2 separate regions of the Zea mays genome follow, and region 1 is linked to region 2. The links are chromatin contacts, called in public Hi-C maps. All regions are on one chromosome and are shown on one strand. The core of a region is the stretch at or near the end of the contact, and the rest is flanking DNA. Distances in the headings are between cores, read along the strand shown. Region 1 holds the start of LOC100275163. Region 2 holds the start of LOC100275595 (putative AMP-dependent synthetase and ligase superfamily protein).

The links. A called contact is a pair of places that touch in the nucleus more often than the background predicts.
Region 1: a Hi-C map of ear shows a contact between it and region 2, with 5 times the contacts expected there. The contact joins the promoter of LOC100275163 here to the promoter of LOC100275595 in region 2. A contact is called at or near these places in 12 of 25 Hi-C or Micro-C datasets (bundle sheath, ear, endosperm and 4 more).

The regions. Positions count from the first base shown.
Region 1 is chr6:15,093,731-15,098,669 of Zm-B73-REFERENCE-NAM-5.0, forward strand. It overlaps LOC100275163, which reads right to left and starts at 3,513. Exons shown (of 6, transcript NM_001149319.2): 1 at 2,929-3,513; 2 at 2,724-2,795; 3 at 2,547-2,599; 4 at 2,126-2,239; 5 at 1,701-2,021; 6 at 791-1,544. The coding sequence starts at 2,021. The coding sequence ends at 981. LOC100192849 reads right to left here. Exons shown (of 5, transcript NM_001358589.1): 5 at 4,344-4,939. The coding sequence ends at 4,554. It overlaps LOC100284079 (ATP binding protein), which reads left to right. Exons shown (of 8, transcript NM_001320189.3): 6 at 1-108; 7 at 187-290; 8 at 536-823. The coding sequence ends at 670.
Region 2 is chr6:14,800,577-14,805,873 of Zm-B73-REFERENCE-NAM-5.0, forward strand. LOC100275595 (putative AMP-dependent synthetase and ligase superfamily protein) reads right to left here and starts at 2,929. Exons shown (of 10, transcript NM_001149645.2): 1 at 2,600-2,929; 2 at 2,443-2,515; 3 at 2,153-2,327; 4 at 1,934-2,041; 5 at 1,734-1,831; 6 at 1,388-1,581; 7 at 1,145-1,278; 8 at 641-1,029; 9 at 309-523; 10 at 1-171. The coding sequence starts at 2,814. The coding sequence ends at 45. LOC542454 (60S acidic ribosomal protein P0) reads right to left here. Exons shown (of 4, transcript NM_001371630.1): 2 at 4,420-4,518; 3 at 3,945-4,337; 4 at 3,417-3,703. The coding sequence ends at 3,563.

The DNA.
Region 1 (4,939 bases), core at 2,263-4,762, 290 kb after region 2:
TTGTTGTCACACATGGTGATAGACTGTCGATACAGCAACGTGTTCACGTTCAAGCTGAGTTAGCAGAGCTACTAGATATTCCTGCCCAGCAAATTTATGATATACCAGGTATGGCATCAGTACTTTTTTTTATCATGATATAATATGGAACATTTCTGAGTGTAGTATCTGATACGTTGTACATAGGATCCGATGATGACCAAACTGATATGGTTGTACTGGATATGCTACATTACTGTGTCCGACATGCAGAGCAGAACCTCCCTGTTAAGTTAAACTACCATTTGGAGGTTTGAGTTCCTTCCCTATGTCCTTATCATGGATTATATTATCTCTCGCCCATGCAATATAAGAAATTAACGTTTTCGCATATGTTGAACAGATCAGACCGTTTTGTTTTCATAGAGTACATGTTAGTGGCGATTCACCTGTTTTTTGTCACTCATGGCACTTAAATCTCTCTCTATAATATATATACCACTTGATTTGTTGATATTTGGAAGATACACCTGCTCTAAAGCTCATGTTTTGACAGGTGCTTGGGCATGAAACTCTCAATAAAATGGCAGAGCAATTGATGGGCTTAGATGCAGTCATTGAAGTCGCCATTATTTTCCTATGCATCCTGGTCCTGCTGCTTCGATTTTCCGATAAATTGGTGCAGCCGTAGCTACGTTCTGCACTTGGGGTTGTAACTAAGAAAACATCATGGTGACTACTTGTCCTCCTCAGCTAGTAGAGTACCCTAACTACTTTTATGTGTGCATTGTATATATTGACAGAACGCGCTGTGCTGGAAATCTGTATATATTTACAATAATACTAAATCCGATCTCGAATATTTGTCGCAACTAAAACACGACAAATAAAAAAGAACGGACAGGACAGGGTATAATACAATACAACTAGTTTCTCACGAACTGCCCGAGGAAGAATTCTCAGTACAGGCAACTGAAAACTAAGCAAGAACGCCGCCATCATCACATCTTAACATTGTCCCAAGTCCACCGGAGCCATGCAACTCGGTTCTTCGGAGTGGTGATGCACCTAAATGCCGCGCGTCGGATCGGCGACCTAAACAGCTCAGTAGCTATGAAGAACAGCTCAGATCCCTGAGACACGCCGTCCTTTTCTACGAGCTGCAGCAACTCTACCACCTCTTCTTGCTCACGCCTGATGGCACTGCTGCTCTCGTTCCTGCTTCCGAGCATGCTCTCGGACACGCCTTCGGCATAGTACCCCGTGTTCTTAGGCTTCTTGGCTGGGCGGCTGCCGACCATGTGGATGTGGTGGTCCTGGCTTGACCATGGGGACGCACGGCCAGACCTGTAACACCCCAGGCTCTCCTCCGGACAAGCGGCATTGTCCCCTGACGCTCGAGCATGGTTCTCTTCCTCGCCTCCTCCGCCCCCGCCTGGTGTTCTGTCACCGGCGCCACCACCTACGGACGGCGAATTTGTGCCGTCTTTGGGGCCGAAAAGAACGGCGAGCGCGTCCTCGTGCGCGAGCGCCTTGCCACGGAAGTCTTCTGCTGCACTGGTCTCCTGCTAGCCAGCAACGGCGAATACGTAAGGTAAGAGGACCGACCATTCAGAATAAACCATTCTGCAATTTAATAACCACAGATGTCCAGCTAACGGTGGCACTGTTAAACTCACAGAAAGCAAGAACTGGCATTAAGCACAACGGGCTGTACTTACCGTGATCTGGTTGTCCCATCCGTCAGCATCCTGTGTAACAGTGCTCGAACTCTTGTCCCACCCGCCTCCTCCTCCAGGTCCAGCCTTGTCGTTCTGCAGTCTCCACAGGCTGTACATCCTCTTCAGGCCGTTGAACTTGTTCTGCAGCTGCTTGGTATCATAAGACCTGCGTGTCTCTTCCTTGAAGTTGCGGTACAGATTGTGCCACCCTATCTTGGTCAACCCCTTGCTGTTGTAGTTCTGCTTTTCCTTCTCGGCGATGCAGAGGTCCAGGAATATTCTTGTGGTGGTGTCGTCCCAGTGAGCACGGCATCGATCCATCTGCGCGTCACTTTTCCTTTTTACATGTCTTTCTGATTACAAGATCTATACGCCACACGTGCATCACCAACAACAGGATACAAGGAAAGTTAGCTAACACTTGCCTCGACGGGGTTGTGCCTCGCTGGAGTTGTATGCAGATCGTAGCCACAAACTTCAGGTGCAGAGCATGATGACGTCGAGGAGTAAGCCAGAGTTGTCACCCTCCAGTGGCGTATCTGAAAATTCACTAACCAGTCAGAATTATCAGGATATTTGTTTATCGCCTGAATTTCTAACTAATAATTGTATCATGTGCATGCCTAGAAAACTATGTGCATGATAGAACAGGTCATGCGCAAACACAAATTTCCAATCAGTAGGTGCCTGCACTATTCCATAGTTGTACTCGGGCTGGAACTGCACTTACATTTGAGTTGGCCTAAAATTGAACTCTAGGAGCAAAAAAAATGTTGCAAACAAAATGTTCTGCAGGAGTGCCATTTAGTTTGAAAGGAAGCTGCAATACATGGATCCAAAACTTACCTTGCAACAGCTATCTTCTAGAGCTGAATGCCGGTTATCGAAATTAACAGAAGCTGTTTTTTCAGGGACCAACCAAAAGATAGAAGTAGAATTAGTACATGCAGCAACATGAATACATATGTTCAAGGGAGCTGTTTGCAGCTATTGCTTGGATTAGGTTGACAACATAGGACCCACTTTGGGAGAGCTCCACTTCCTGATTCTTCAGCTCTACTCCTTGATTCTTTGATTGAGGATTCCATTGGATTCCTAGGAGGGAACAAGGTGGTAAGCTGATGATAATTTCTCTGCTGATCCCCACCACAATATAATAGGCAGCAGGGTGAAGAATGTTTTTTTAGCTCCTAGTGTAAATGAAGAAATGATTCTCTCCTGCCCCCACCTGAATCAGTTGGAATTTTGAACGTTTGGCTGGTTGAGAGTGATTATCTTCAAGCCAAACGCCCCCTAGGAATGTCCATTGCTTTTTGAAGTTGCATAAAAAACAGAGTGGATCATTGACTCATAATATGGAGGACGTTTCTATGTTAACATGAACTGATATGGAGGCATGTCCTAATATGTCAAGTTGAAAAATAAGTGTGACGCGTATATAAATTACAATGAAAATATATGACGCAGTAAAAGGTCTCATGCAGTCATGCTCACACATTGTCAACTCTTCTTATAAAGGAAGATCTGTCATGCTCACTGACGGCTCGATCTGCACAGATGAGTCAGTAGTGCGCGCGTGCGGGGACGCCGACGCCGACGCTGACGCCGCCAGGAATGCCTCCCGACGTCGATCGGGGACGGGTGAGGGAGGCGTCGCCAACTCGATTTAGCGCCTCCTAGCGCCAGTGACCTGGCCGGAGGGCGGAGACGCGAGCAGCGACTGGGCACCGAACCCTAGAACAGGCGAGTCCTCTCCAGACTCGAGGCCGCTGGAACGAGAAGGGAAAGTCCGGGTGCAGCCGATGGGCTGCACTGTTCTGGGCAGCTGTTTGGGCTGCAGCTGATGGGTTGTGCTTGTGCTGTGTAGCTGGCTAGCTGCAGCCCAACTGCCCAAATAGCAAGAAGCAGCTGTTTGGGCTGCAGCCTATGGGCTGTGCTGTACAGCTGCAGACCCAAACAGCCGCAAGAAACGAGCAGTCCACCACATGCTTGAAATATCATCTTGAAGAGAAGCCCTAAACAGAATCCTATTTTGAAATGTAGGACTAAAACATGCTCCAACAAAAGTCTTATCTTACAAAATTTCATCAATAATTATAGGCTTGGTCTCTCGAGTTCTAAATATATTGACTTATATACTGGAGCCCTATTCCCATTTTATATACTATTTCTAACATTTTATTTTCTAAATAACATAATATATTTTTTAATAATATGATATAGGGACTCATATCATACTTTTGGTTGGAGATATTCTAAGTATATCACACTTTCAGCGGTCCAATGAAATCACATTTGAATTCAAAATACTCCAAGTTTTTTTGGTACATAGATTTTGCCATATATCTTAGGCACAAGTGTTTTGTTTTGGTATATGATGACAAAATCGAGGTAAAAAGAAGTCAAAGCAATTTATACTGTGGTTTAGAGCAGGAGTCAAAGCGATTTATAGTTTAGAATGAAAGAACCAACAGAAATACAACGACAGACAAACAGGTAGTGCAGTTCAGTTATCCACCCAATTTGAGAAGAACAAGTGACAATACATTTATCAAAATCAATGCGGATCCCTTTCAAGTTTGAGGTTTGAGTTTGAGAGACGGTTTGGAACCCCAGTAATTCACAGGAACTCGGTAGGATTCTACTAGTAAATTCTTTTCCGATTCATGGACATGTACAACCACAACGGGGAAGCATGGTACAGCTGGAAGTCCAAGACACGCTGGTAACGCTATGCATTTTTCACTGAGCAAATGTCCAAGAAAAAAAAATGAGCATCACATCGATAGCGTCTCTCACTCACAGTCGTTGTTCATTCAGGGCCTATACTGTGTGCTTGTAGATATCTAAAAACTAACAGGCAGACAGGCTCGTCTTGTGCTTCCTGTGCTTCAGCTGCGGCCCGCCATCACCGGCGGCAGCGGCACCGCCCTTGACCACAGCCAACTTGTCATCGCTCCTGGTCGCCGCCGCTGCCTTCGACTTTGACGTCTCCGACTTTGACGATTCCGGAGCAGCCTCCTTGTCCTTGGTGCCGCAGACGTGGGGCTTTGCGGCGAGCGCGAACGGGAACCTGCTCTTGCCCGCGCTCCTGCTGCGGCCGAGCCGCTCGATGTCCTCCTTCATGGCAAAGCACTCCTTCTCCAGCTCCGACACGCGCTGCTTCATGCTGTCCATACCTTCCCGCAGCGTCTGGTTCTCCCTGGCGGCCAGGGGCCAGCCAGCGCCGCGGAGGTGCT
Region 2 (5,297 bases), core at 1,679-4,178:
CTGAACCAAGATTTGGTCCAAAAACAGATCATCGCCTCAAAAAGCTACAGGTTGCTGGGCAGTCGAATTGCTGCCAGGAGTTCCCTCTTCAGCTCCTCCCTTCTGATCTTCCCCGTCGTGGTCACCGGAAATGGCTGCCTCCACTGGTAATAAGACCTTGGCACCTTAAATCTGTTCAATAAAAAGAAAAGGATATGGTAAGAACCAAGAAACCTTTGCTGCTGCTCAAACAGACGCGCGTTCACCACACGCGCTAACATGTTTCTCATCAGAAGAGTACATCTGTACATGAGGAGAGTGGAGAACACCTGCTCAGTTCTTTCGTCCTGCAGTGGCCATGGAGGATCTGAGGAGACACCTCCTCGCCTCCGCCTCGGTGCTCGTGCTCAGCTCTCGCATCCACCCAGTTCCAGCCGTCCTTGACGCTGACACACGCAACGACTCTCTCCCCGAGACGGCTATCCGGCACGCCGACCACCACAGCTCTCGCCACTCCGGGGTGCTGGGACAGCACCGATTCAACCTGAACAACTCCAGGCGTTAGTTGTGAAACCAACATGTTCACATGTCTGCCATTGTTAGAGGATGGAAGAAGACATGTGGAGTCTGAACTCTGAAATGGTCATGGAACAACGAGTACCTCTTCCGGGTAAACATTTTCGCCTCCGGTCTTGATGCGGCCCTTGTGCCTTCCCAAGAGCCACAGATTACCCTCCTCGTCCACCCACCCAGTGTCTCCGGTGTCAAGCCATCCGTTCCTGTCACACTCGGATGAGTCCGCCTTGCCGTTTGCCCAGTAGCCAACCATGGTGTGCAAGCCTCTGGTCAAGACGTTCCCGGTCGGCGAAGAACCGGCGGTGGTGCCGTCGTCATCCATGCCGATCCGTATCTCAACGTGCGGCGCCGGTTTGCCGACGCAGACACCTCCGTGGTGGCCGCACGGTTGGGTCTCCGGCTCCGGCTCCGGCTCTTGAAGCTTTGGCGTGGTGAGGGCCATGAACGTCAGAGACGAGCAGGCCTCGGTCATCCCTGTTGCAGATTACAGAGCTACTGAAATCCAGTCGACGTGTTACTGTCTGCACACGACGAATGAATCCTCATGACACTGAAGAGCTAACTGGCAGAGAACGCCGTACGGCCGTACCGTAAGCTGAGAAAATAGCAGCCCGAGGAAAGGATTGCGAGGCTGCGTTTACGAGGTGGAGCGGCAGCCCGCCGCCGCCGTTCAGAATCTTGGTCACCGTCGTCCTCCCGCAGCCCGGCGCCATCTCCTCTTTCCTGGTCGAAGAAGACGGGAGAAACTCCGGTTAGGTGACTTGACTACCACTACCAGCGGCTGCGGCCTGCGGGGGCTCGTAGGGTTTCAGAGTGCTCTGGAGATCGCTACCGAGCGTAGGACAGCAGGTCAGCCATGATCGCGGGGACGGTGATGAAGCAGGTCACTCCGTGCTCCTGGATGGCGGCGAACGCCGACCTGGCGTCGAACTTCGGCGCCAGGACGTGGCAGCCTCCGGCCATCAGGACTGCCATGCACGACGAGACCCCTCCGATGTGGCACAGAGGCGCTGTGTGCAGGTAAACCTGCAGGGGCCGAAGAGTAGAGAGAGGGATGCGAAATTCTGGAAGTCATACAACTTTTGGTTCTCTTGAGTCCTGAACTGCGTAAAGAGTCGCTAACATGGCATGGAAACTGTATGCGATAGTGCTTGTTGGGGTCCTGAAACCGTACGTACATCGTCCTCGCCGTAGCCGACAATGGCGATCTTGGCGAGGGACTGGATGATCAAGGACGTGTGGCTTATCGCTACGCCCTTGGGCCGCCCCGTGGTTCCTGGTTGGATCAGAATCAGAGTACGTACCATCAGCTATACATCCTGTAGCCAAGTTTCTCGATTTCAATTCTATTCGTTCTGTAACAGCCTGGTTTTTTCACCGGATGTGAAGCATATTAGAGCAATGTCGTCTGGAGCCGACACGGGCTCCATCGCCGCCGCTGCCGTAGCTCCGCCGAGGCTCCCCGTGACGTCGGTAATGGGTACAGCTGAAACCAACATGTGTCCAAGACGAAAGCAAGCGTGTGTAAATTGCAAGTGCTAGGTGCGTGCAGAGTCTCTTGTAATGCCCACGCATGCAACGCAAGCAAGAACCTCACCACAACCTGCAGCAGCGCGGCCGGTCCTGCAAGGATCGCCCAGGAGGAGGTAGAGGCCGATGGATGGGAACCTGTCGCCCTCCATCAGCCGAAGCGCCCAGGAGCTGAACGCGCCGTCGAAGGCGAACGCCGTCGGCCGCACGAGCTCCACCGCCTGCGCCGCCTCCTCGAAGCTCTGCTTCAGAACAGGGGGAGACGACGACGAAACTTACTTGCACTCTTTGCCGGAGTGAGTGCTGTGTGCTGTAAGAACCGAGAAAAGGAGATGAAGTGGAGGAGCACGCACGCACCCAGCGGTAGTTGAGAGGGGCGATGATGGCTCCGGCGTAGGTGACGGCGAGGAACAGCTGCACGTACTCGACGCTGCGTTCATGTACAGCAATGGCTCAGCCCCCGATCGTTTCCGCGGCTAACGAATTCCATGCGCCTAGGTAAGCAGGCAGGTACCTGTTGAGGGCGACGGCGGCGACGACGTGGCCAGGGCGCACCCCGCGGTCGGCGAGGCCAGCGGCCAGGCTCCGCACGCCGTCGACGAACTCCGCGCCGGTGAGCCGTCGGCCGCCTGGGCCGGCAGCGACGGCGGCGGTGGCGCTGCCGCGGCAGGCGAGGATCCTGCCAAGGCACTGCGCAATGTGGCCCTGGCGGTGGCGCGGCGCTGCCATCGCCGGCTGGCGCCGTCGACCGAACTCTCTTTGCAAGGTTTGACGCGTGCGGCAAGGAGGGAGGGAGGAGGAAGATAGCACGCGGCCACGACGGGGGACGTTGCGTTGCGACCACAGATTGCAGTGCAGCTGACGATTGACGAGATAGTTAGGGAAGGCTGTGCTGACCGCTGACTACCACGGTACCACCTACTAATGGGTAGCCTGCTCCCATGTTTAAATAGTAAAAAAAGGCTAAAATTCAAATAGGAATTTGAACCAATCTCACACTCACACACAGATCACACACTAGTTGGGAAAAAAAGTGAGACGATGCTATTTATATTTGATTAAGCAGGTGCTGACTGTTGGCGGTTCTGCCTACAGACCCGACTTGCTGTGTGTGCAGCATATTTCTTCGAATTTCAAGTGCATCAATCATTTAGAATTTCGGACAATGTGATTTTAACTTGGGCCAAGCTTCTGGGCAACGTTAAGTTTCATGACACTTTCATCTTTCGCCGAAAGATGAAAGATGTGCTGAACTCTAGTTCGGAGACTAACCAATCTTTTACGCAAAAAAAATCCAAACGGATTTGTTAGGTAAACAGCATCAACCCGAGTGACACAACACAGGTACTTAAAATTTAAGGAGATATCATTGTCGATTACACACGATAATTTGTCTGCTAAAAAATATAGGAAACAGTACTTGTAGATGATAAAAAAAAAAGCCAAAACTTGCAGCAGTTTGACGAAAACAGCAGCTCTAGTCGTCGAAGAGGCTGAAGCCCATTTCCTCGTCCGACTCCTCTTCAGGCTCCGCAGCCTTCTCTTCTTCCTTGGGAGCAGCTGCAGCGCCAGAGTCCCCAGCAGCAACCGGGGCGGCAACAGCAAACTTGCTTGGGTCCTGCAAAACCAAACACAGAAATTAGAATACCTCAAAACACATGGTTCCAAGACATAAACTAGCTACATCGTGATCTGATGATACAGTACATATGATATGGACAAAGAAGCATAGGTATGCATGGTAGTTTAAATGCCAACAAGACACGTTCATAGATATGGACTGTAATCAAATTAAACCAGAATTATACAAGGCCTTGAGTTGCTTAACAACTACCATAGCCCGAGAAAACAAGTTTTACCTTGAGGTACTCCTTGATCTTGTCAGCATGTGGGTACGAGTAGTCTGTCTCGACAGCAACAGCAAGCACATTCTTGTACCCATTGATGAACATGTGGGGCACAGCAGCAAGGGTCGGGTACGAGATCGCCAGTGACAGGGAGGCAACCATGGAGACACCAGTGGCAAACTTCTCAATCAGGTCCTCCTCGGAAAGGTCAAGCACCTCAGGGCTGAACACGGACCCATCCTCGTAGACACTGGTGACCTGGAGGCCGTACGAGAAGGGGCGGATACCCAGCTTGGCGAGCAGGGCAGACTCGGACGAGCCCACCTTTTCACCCTTCTTGATCAGCTCCACAGGGGTGATAATTTCCACGGTACCCTTGTTAATCTTGGTGGGGATGTTAAGCACCTGGAACAAATGACAAATGAGAAAAGCGCCTTTGTGTGCTTGCATTTTAGCTGTATCACAGAGGTGTTGCTTCCAAGGTCACCTGGAAGAAAGAGGTCTGGGACGGATCCAGCCCAGTGTTGCCAGGGGGCACAACAACATCAACTGGAGCAACCAGACCAACACGAGCAGGAGCCCCCACCTGTAGCAAAAACACATCAAATTGTCATTATTATTAATAATGAATAATAGCTTGACATTGGTAGTGTATGTGTAACAGAAACAACAATGATAAACAACATCAAAAAGTGTTACAACACATATGCTTCCACATTATGGCTATCAACATAGGACAGATATGGTGCATGAAAAACTGACTTGTTATGCTATTATCAGAGATGTTTAATCATGAAACTAAGCCCAGACATTCTTAAAGCGATATATACATAGACGTGAATTTAAATTTAGTCTCACAAGTGCAATAAGCGATATCACAATACAGTAACAAACTTTTACAGCTAAGCTACCAACTGAATGTGAAACAATGCTATGAATATAGAATCCTCAATACATACAAAGAGCATGTTTGGGTGCATGAACTAATTGCTACCTATCTAAAAATAGACAAATTTAGCTCTGGTGCATCCAAACAGGGGAGCTAATTGGTAGGCTATTTCTTTTGCGAAGTCTTCAACTAGTTGCTAGAGTACTAGCTAGCTAACTATAGCTAAGTTTGGCTAATTTTTAGCACTAACTAGTAATTAGACATGTGTATACAAACATGGCCCTAACAAAACAATCTGCAAGTATTTAGTGCAGGACAATAGCATAACAGAACGACTATATCCAGGTCACGGACCCGAGTTGCACAGAGCTATATCCAGGCAACTCGATGTGAATTTAAATCTACTATACGTGACATCTCTCCAAGAGTACGGGACACGTACGACACAATTTGCATAAAAAATAAATTTTGTGCCG